2 separate regions of the Sus scrofa genome follow, and region 2 is linked to region 1. Evidence: chromatin contacts called from public HiChIP or PLAC-seq data. All regions are on one chromosome and are shown on one strand. Each heading gives the region's core, a stretch centred on a gene start, on an enhancer-like site or on the middle of the called end of the contact. The rest is flanking DNA. Distances are from core to core; before and after follow the strand shown. Region 1 overlaps RBM47 (RNA-binding protein 47). Region 2 has its middle 35 kb from the start of NSUN7.

Region 1 (4,551 bases), core at 1,324-3,823:
TGATACGAGTAAGTAAAGTGTAATAAGTGCATTATTATTAAATTAGCTATTATCAGAGCGGAAATAAACTTTAAAGAACAAACGAATAATTATTGACTGTTGTGAGTATGCTAGCCCCTCTCTCAGGGAATATGAGCCAAATTTTAACTACTACCAGGACCACAAAGAGTAAAAATTTAAATAGCTGCACCTGTGGCATATGAATGTTCCCGGGCCTGGGATCAAATTAAGTTGCAGCCACAACCTACGCCACAGCTGTGGCAACACAGGATCCTTAACCCACTGCACCACAGGGGGAACTCCTGTTTTAATTTCCAAAAACACTGTCTCCTTGAGTGGATGAAGCCGGCTAAGAATTTTAAAAGGCTTCCTTATGCAAGAAATATTTTGAAAAATTCAGACATTCTCACCCTCATTATCCTGTGTCTAAAGAAGAGCACTTTTTACCACTAGACTCACTGGACAAGCTGCCCTCTTGTGGCTTTGATATATATTTCCTGAGTTACTAAGCTATTTGAAGAGCAAGTCCAGACTGCCCACAGATATTTCTCAAGGTAACTGAGAGTAGGTGTGTTGGCCGCTTGCACACAGGAGGCACATGGGGCCTTTCATCATAGCTGAGCTTTAAATAACTAAGAAAACAGAGTTGCCACAATACATATGGTTTGAGGCTGACAAATTCAAGAGACATTTTAACTCAATTTAAATGTCACTTTCGCAACGCAGTTATCAACGTATCAGGAGCAAACATTTGTCTCAAACAAGGTGCAAAGAAAACAGAACCAAAAGTTTCTGTCAGAAAGTTTCAATTCCACCATCTGTGAATATTATTCAATATTCCCAAGATGTGTTTGCACAAAGAAAGAAAACAACAACTCAGCAACTACTACCCAAACACTGGTTTATATTAACATTGGCATACGAGGAATCTAGGTACCTTATGAAACATTAAGTATTTGTTGAAAAAAAGCAAAGAAAGATGGGAGGCAGGAGCATATAGCACAGCTCTTCAAAAGTTGCACTAAAATGATAAAAGCATTCATATAAGAGATATTTTCTCATACAAGACAGTATTTTTATACAAGACCTTCTGTCAAAGAAATAACAAAAAGACAAAGATATAGGTGGCAATAGATGCTGTATTTCAACTGTTGAGATGTTAAAAATGCATCGAGTCCAAACCCAGTAATATCAGGCTAAACCAACCTGCATCAGGATCACACTTTCTCCTGAAAAACAACTACTGAATTCATATTCTAAGAGGATGAGCTTCCTTTTTATTTTATTTATTTATTTATTTACTTATTTTTGCCTTTTTCTTGAGCCGCTCCCAAGGAATATGGAGGTTCCCAGGCTACGGGTTGAATCGGAGCTGTAGCTGCCAGCCTATGCCAGAGCCACAGCAACACGGGATCCGAGCCATGTCTGCGACCTCCACCACAGCTCACGGCAACGCCAGATCCTTAACCCACTGAGCAAGGCCAGGGATGGAACCCGCAACCTCATGTTTCCTAGTGGGATTCGTTAACCACTGCACCACGACGGAAACTCCTGAGCTTCCTTTTTAAATCAAATCATATCACTCCCCTTTTCAAAACCCTCCAATGGCCTCTCCTCACACTTGGAACAAAATCCCAAGTTCTTCCCAGGGCTCCCTCGGGAGTCTGCGTGGTTACTTCCTTCCCTGCCCTTCTCGGGTCCCTCACTCCCTCCTGGCAGTTCCTCCAACATGCCGGCCTTCTCACCTCCTCTCACTTCCAGGCCGCAGAACTCTTGCCTGGAATTTCCCTTCCCAGCCTTCCCTGCCTGGCTCTCCCTGACTGGACTCACCTCCTCCAAGAAGTCTTCTGGGACCACTCTTTGCAAACAGCCCTCCAATCACCAACCCTGCACTCTCTTTCCTCTTTCCTGTCTTTATTGTTCTCTGCATTTCTTATTGTCTGAAATTACATTAGGCACTCATTTTATCACTTTTGGTTATCTCTCCACCCCCCACTGAAAGCTAAGCTCTGTGAGAGAAGAGGCTTTCTTCCTACAGCAGAGCCTGACACTTGTCACTACTCGTGATTTGAGAAATGCAGTATCTCAGCTTCGGAAGACCATAAACCCTAAGCTCTGGCACTGTCACCAAGTCTTTCCTTAGGTCTCCATCAGCTCTCTCTCATTGCAACAAAAGCCCGTCTCCTTTCCTCTGAAGCCCAGAGTGATGGACAGGGGTTGACTAGCAAGCTGATAAGGAATTCTTTAGGACCACAGACTTTTGAAAGGAAAGTGGGGCCTTAGTTACACGGACTCCAGCCCTCTTGCTTTGAAGATAAGCACACAGGCTCAGAGAGGTTGGCTGGTTTCTCCAGGCTCATGTAGAAACAGCCAACACCACATCAGTTCAAGGGCACAGAGAGCCTGCCTTATTCATCCCTGCCGGGTCAGGACCCGACGCGGCCGCCTGGCACAAGGAAGTGCACCTGAGGAACAAGTGTCTTCGCTTCTACTCGAAGTGCTCATTCAACTGAACTGACTTCCTTCCTCTTGTTACTTAGAACTTCCTACCCAAGAGCCATCCGTTTCCAGTCACTTGCATCACGTGTCATCATTTCCTGTCCTCTGTACGTATGTCTGACAACATACCAGACACAGCTGTCTCTCTGGGGGCTGATCTGATTCTAACATAACTCGAATAGCCCAGCATGGAAATACCTAGGCAAAAGTTGGATAGGCAAAGCAAACTAATTAAAAAAAAAAAAAAAAAGACAAAAAGACAAAAAGCTGGCAGTGTCCCCAGCCACGTATCCCTGTCTGGTCAACATTTGTTTTCCTTCAGCACCTAGAAGTGTGCCTGGCACATGGTCAAGGCCTCCTTGTTGGGATGGAGAAGAGAAGGAAATGATACTGTAGATTCAGCTGCTTCTTGGGCTATGACGGCTTTATAATAACAAATGCTTCATACTAACAGCTCACACTCTCATGGCGCCTTTTGTTCTTGGCACTTAGGTACGTCTTCTCATTGAATCCTGCCAAGACATCCACCTCACCTGCAAGAGATACTAAACTCTGAAAAACCAAGTAATTTTTAGAAGTCATTTAGCAGCCAAACCTAGACGCTCCAGCCTCTAACAAGACGGCAGATTCCCTTCCTTCCAGTATGAGTACCCATGTGCTCTGCTGAAGAAAGAGTGATGTGTTTGATTATAGGATGTTGCCTCAGCCCCAGCTAGTGGTATTAAGCAATGTAGAGTATATGCAAAATACTATCTAAAATCTAAAGTCTTCTGGATTCCAAAACGTGTATGTATGACCCGGTAGGTTTCAGGCAAGGATGTCTCAGATTGATATTAACACAGAAAAGAAACCTGCCCACAGTCACGCAGGCAGGCTGGGATTCCAAAGAGGCAGTGTAATTCTGCAGGCTGTGCTTGCGGCCACTACATTATCCTGCCTCTCTAATCGATGATGTCGGTGTGACTTGAAGAGTAATTACTGCCTTGACTATTTTTCTGATGTGGCTCCAGGATACAGGATTCAGTAAAGTGAATGGCGGGGGCAGACTTGTGTTGTCCTCCATGAAGACTGATGTGAACAGATGATGCCAGCTAAATGAGGGCTTAGGGACAGTAACCCTGGGAAGTCATGGCCACATCTGGGAAGAGGGCATACAAGCTTTTGGCAGTCAAAACTTTCATATCCCTGGATGCCTTCCCAAGAGCTTCTGGGAAACACTGAGGCAGACCTGTTAGGAATCTGGAATGATCTTTCCACATTTGTTTACAAAATCACTCTTACAAAATCACTCTATCAAGTGGGATGGGAGAGCTGAGCTGTGGGTAGGGTGTGAGCAGGACAATGTGTAAGAAGAAATGTGTGTGTGTGTGTGTGTGTGTGTGTGTGTGTGCATGGAAGCAGATGCTCATTACAAATGGACTTCTCTCTAAGGCCCAGAACACTGAACCAACTATAAATTGTGTTTTGGCTTTTTACCTCTATCCTCTAAATTAATTATTTGCAGAAATAAAAGATGCTACTTCATTGGGGCCAGCAATGGTTTTATTTCACCAAGTACTTGGGGTTGAAGCCTTTTCTTCGGATCTCAGTTCAGTGTTACTTCCTTAGGGAAGACTTCCGCTACAATACCCCTGTTCATCACTGTTCATCACTCACCCAAGCCAGGCACTCGCTTTCTCTCACAGCATTCATCAGGGCCCATCATGAACTACTTGTAAGTTTATCTTTTCACTGGCTGGCTGTCCCCAACAAACTCATCTCCATGAGGACAGGACCCTTGTCTGTTGGCTCACTTCTGTATACCTGAATGCTGTGCGACAAGCTGGTATTTAGTATAAGTAAACTAAGTAAGTATTTGTTGAATGACTGAATGAGTCTTGAGTTTCACAACAGGCCAGCACTTCACCAGCAGACACACAAAGACTTCTCCCACCTCTGAACTGTGAAAGCCTTATAGTCTGGGCAATTCTATTTGGCACTTCATCATATGCTGCCCATTGCTGTGTTTTCTCTATAGTTCTACGTTATTTCTTCACATTATCCTTCTTATTT
Region 2 (4,551 bases), core at 573-3,072, 150 kb after region 1:
TTCCACTGTTCTCCACCATTCCCATGGATCTTCTGGGGCCCCTCCTCCACGTCTGCTCCACAGACCTCAATAGCCAGAAGACCGTGTGCTTCCTGGCCTTACTTTATTTATTTATTTATTTTTATTTTTTGCTTTTTAGGGCCATACCTGAGGCATGTGAAAGTTCCCAGCCTAGGGGTTGAATCGGACCTATAGCTGCCAGCCTGAACCACAGCCCCAGCAATGCAGGATCCAAGCCCACAGCTCATGGCAACACCGGATCCTTAACCCACTGAGCGAGGCCAGGGATCAAACCCGAGTCCTCATGGATAATAGTCAGATTCATTTCCATTGCACCACGACGGGAATTCCACGGCCTTATTTTAAAAATCTATTTCCACCAACTTAAAACTCCATCCTTACTTGTTTCGTGAGGAACGAGAAACCTGTGAGAACACTGTGTGAACTGTGAGAAGGTGTCCAAATCCGAGGGAGGGAGGAAGGATGCAGAGGGAGGGCTTGGCCAATTGATCACAACGGACATCTGTGGACAAGGTGGGATCATAGTCTCCATGCCGCTACGCCAGGAAGAAAGAGTGCTCCAGTTCCCTTCCCGGAGCACAAAATCACCACTACTTGAGGTCGATTTCTCTCAGCTCAGGTATTTTATTACAGGGTAGATGCATTTAATGAACACATTTTAAGGATGATATCCTAAACTATCAGAATCTATTAACATTTTAGAAAGCTAAATGGCTCACAGAAATGGGACTCTGAACCATCAAGTTCTGATAGGATGGGACAGATTTGAAGCATGGAAAAACTACCTGGAAACAGCTCCATGAAAGGTGTCTAAGAACAGGAGTTCCAGACAGAAGACTGAGGGATCAGGCAGTACCTCGACGAAGAGAATGTCAAAGAAGAAGCCAGCACATTTTTGTTTTTTCAGTGTTGCCTCCTGCCCGTGCTGGTTAAGAAGTTTGTGGTGTTACATGGACCCAAGTCAGGACAAAACACTGTATCAGCACTGTTATGCAGAAATATAATGAGATCCACATGTATTCTCTCTCTATATATATATTTGTCTTTCTGTCTTTTCTAGGGCCACACCCACAGCATGTGGAGGTTCCCAGGCTAGGGGTGGAATCGGAGCTGTAGCAACTGGCCCACGCCAGAGCCACAGCAACGCCAGATCTGAGCCGAGTCTGCGACCTACACCACAGCTCATGGCAACGCTTGATTCCTAACCCACTGAGTGAGGCCAGGGATCCAACTCCCATCCTCATGGATACTGGTTGGGTTTGTTACCCCTGAGCCATGACAGGAACTCCAGCTTTGGTCTGTTTTATTCACTGCTGTGTTGCAACAGTTAGAGCGGTGCCTGGCATGCCATGGGCATTCAATACTTATTCAATAAATTAAATCTTTTTGCCATTCTAGTTGCAGGGCTGGTGAATACTGCTCATTTCTAGTAATTATAATTGTCTGAGATTTTTTTTAACATTTTAAGTTTTGTGGAGGTTTTTGGTTTGTTTGGGTTTTTTGGACTGTACCTGCAGCATATGGAAGTTCCTAGGCCAGAGACTGAAGCTCTGTCACAGCAGTGCCCAAGCCACATTGGTGACAATGCCAGAGTGTTAACCCACTGAGCCACCAGGGAACTCCTGCCTGAGAATAATTTTGAACTAAGCTTAAACATTCTAGAGAGAACATTTTCAAAACTTGTAAATTAAAAGAAAATTCCAAGTCAGTTTTATGACAAGAGCTCTCTTGTTTCACTCTGAGCACTGCCACCAAAACCAAATGTTAACCTTTATAGATTTTCTAGTATGTGTTACACGATGACCCAAAACAGGAAGTCAGCCCATGACTGTATTTATCATGATGTCTATAATCACATTGCTTGCTGTTACTATAGAAATATGAAAAAAAAATAAACACTTTGAAAAATTCTCTATGATTTCAGTCTGAAGAAGCACAGGATCAAATGAACAGGTACATTCAGAGCAGCTGGTCACAACTTCTCAGAGTGAGGTCATCGACTTTGAGAATTTAAAAAAAAAAAAAGCCCTTAATAGAAACATAGTACTTATGATCATTATCATGTTATCATAACTCTTCTTTGTTGAGTGCTTATTACATTCTAAGAATGATGCTAAGGCTTTCATGTACTTTATCTCATTAAAGCCTTCAAATGAGACTAATAGTCACTTGCTTAAAATCATCTAGCTAATACACGAAATGGCCAGGATTAAAATCCTGCTCTGTCTGACTCTCAAGTCTGGAGTCTTGTCCACCCTCCTCATTTTCGTCGGGAGAATACTTAAGTCTTCCCAAACTATGTGGTGTGTCCAAGATCATAGAGCTATTAAGCGGCATAGTCAGAACTAAAATCTGCATCTCCTACTCTCAGGACCAGATTCCCTCCTTCATACAGTATAGTCTGTTCTATACTATAATAAGCAAAGCAGGGGATCATAATTTATTCAAATTATATTTTTAAAATAACTGAAATTAGAATTTGACCTCCACATTGAGAAAATTAGTGATTACTGATTTTTAGTCTCTTTTGCCACAAACAGCAAAGTATTGTTTTGTGCAGCCAGGATGGGGACTGGGGTAGCAGGATCGAGGCACTAAGCAGGATACATAATCATTGATCCTGGTCCCAAAACTAAGTGAATGAAGTGAGACCTTATCTGTGAAAATGGTCAGAGATTCCATGTTACTAGTAGGTGGTTTCCACAGAAGACCACAGAAAGCCTTGGTTGGAGCTAAGAAGCATGAAACGTAATTTAAAGGGGAGAGAGAGCTGTGCCAGGTGGCTCACAGAGTGGACACAGTCTCTCCAGATCCCTCCTGAGGGCTCTTCCTACACCTTCTCCCCACATTTGAATCTCCAGCACCTGGATGGCTGCGGGCTGGAGGCTAGGGGAGTGTCCCAGCCCTGGGTTTTTTCATGGCTGCCCTGAACGTTCAACTCTGGAAGGCAGCAGGTGCCTTGTCAATCTCCATAAGCCCTGGGAGAACTTAGAACAATGGCCTTCTCAGTCCTGGCAGGCGGCTCTCAAGGCCACCTCCCTTCCATTTAAGTCCCTTTTTATTGAAGCCAGTTGAATGCTGTCTTATCCGCATTAAGGGGGCTTGGGCTGCTCCCAGCTACAATTAGATTTTTATGCCACCTGGGCATAGAAACTCACTTCATTTCCAGTGCCCCACCATTCCTGTAGATTTTTTACTTTGAAGTTCACAATGAATTTCTGGTGAGCAAACTGTTAGATGAAAGGCAAACCACACTGGTACACAACAGTAAAATACTAGCTGAGTTACCCAGAAAGTCCAGTGCAAGAGACTGTGAGATGGATGCTCGCCAGGGTCTCAGCTCAGACACCTGAAATTGTTCCTGTAACTCCCCTCACTGGCCATTGTGAAGAGTGACATGAGAAAGAAAATTCTCTGCATACTTCCTGCTCTCTGGGATAGTTTTTCCTCGTACCGCACATCCAAATACTTCAAGGTTAAAAAAGACAAAGTGGATGGGGGGGGGGGTAAGAAAAAAAAAAATCTATTGTGAGGTGACTAAAACCAAGAGCTCCATTTGCTATATTTTTGAGGGGTTAGCTATTCAAGCAGGAAATGAATGATGTAATCACTTTGAGGGAGGAAGAAGTGCCTTCCTAGGTGTGAAAAGTACATGCCATGCACTCTGGCTTACTTCATAAGAAAGAATGTAAGTTACATGGGCAAGATTTATACCTGCAGCACCAGGGAGTCCAGCTATTTCAAAGTCATGACATCCAGCTAATCTCAGAGTAGGGAGAACAATGAATTATATTTATTGAATCTGGCACTAATCATGATGAATTGCAAACACAAGAGTACCATCGATTCAGTTATCTCACTGAAATGACATTTTTAATCCAGAGAGAAAATTCCTACAACATATATGTACTGAGAACTTAAATACTGGCACTATATTTAATTTACTTAATGGTAAAGGGAAAGGGTGTCATGGGGAATGCAGTCCACCAGGTACACAGATTTCTGGTAGTTACACTCTTTAAGATGCTTTGGAAGATTAAAGCAGGTATCAGCTATAAAAACTCACTGTCATTTGAAATTAAAGTCATAGTTCCTTTGCCACTGAGTCTTGTCTTGTAATAGCTGATTTGTTCTTTCCTGTGGTTCTCCCAGTTAATAGTCCCATCAATAAGTCAGCTTCTGGTCATACCCTGTAGCAAATTCTCTATAATCCAGAAAAAATTTTCCTCCCGGTGGTTAACTTACGCCAAGAAAATAAGCTTATTTGAAGGCCATTTTGAGATTTTACATTAACTCTTAAGTTCCCGTTACTTAATACTTTTATATTCTAATAATTTGCAAAATGAGATCCTCAGGGCAATTATATGCACTATTGCTGATCTACAATGATCACATATACTACAGAATATCAATGATTATTCATTGGGGATGTTGATCAAAATGATAATCAAAGATTTTCAAATATCAGATCATTCCCACTGAAATGTTGAAAAATCTACCTATCCCTGCCTGGTTAATAACACTCATTTA

The links. HiChIP or PLAC-seq counts read pairs in DNA pulled down with a chosen protein or histone mark.
Region 2: an H3K27ac HiChIP or PLAC-seq map of alveolar macrophages shows a contact between it and region 1. The contact joins two enhancer-like sites. A contact is called at or near these places in 1 of 47 Hi-C or Micro-C datasets (liver) and 1 of 2 datasets of contacts at active chromatin or transcription factors (alveolar macrophages).

Annotation. Positions count from the first base shown.
Region 1 is chr8:31,624,453-31,629,003 of Sscrofa11.1, forward strand. All of the region lies in intron 2 of RBM47 (RNA-binding protein 47), which reads right to left. Among named protein-coding and RNA genes, the nearest start is that of RBM47, 64 kb to the right of the region's middle. Within about 2 kb of position 2,574, at least 13 of the 83 cell types and tissues checked have an H3K27ac peak or open chromatin away from gene starts, as enhancers often do. A contact at or near this core is called in alveolar macrophages, where this site is marked.
Region 2 is chr8:31,773,194-31,777,744 of Sscrofa11.1, forward strand. No RefSeq gene overlaps it. Among named protein-coding and RNA genes, the nearest start is that of NSUN7, 35 kb to the right of the region's middle. Within about 2 kb of position 1,823, at least 10 of the 83 cell types and tissues checked have an H3K27ac peak or open chromatin away from gene starts, as enhancers often do. A contact at or near this core is called in alveolar macrophages, where this site is marked.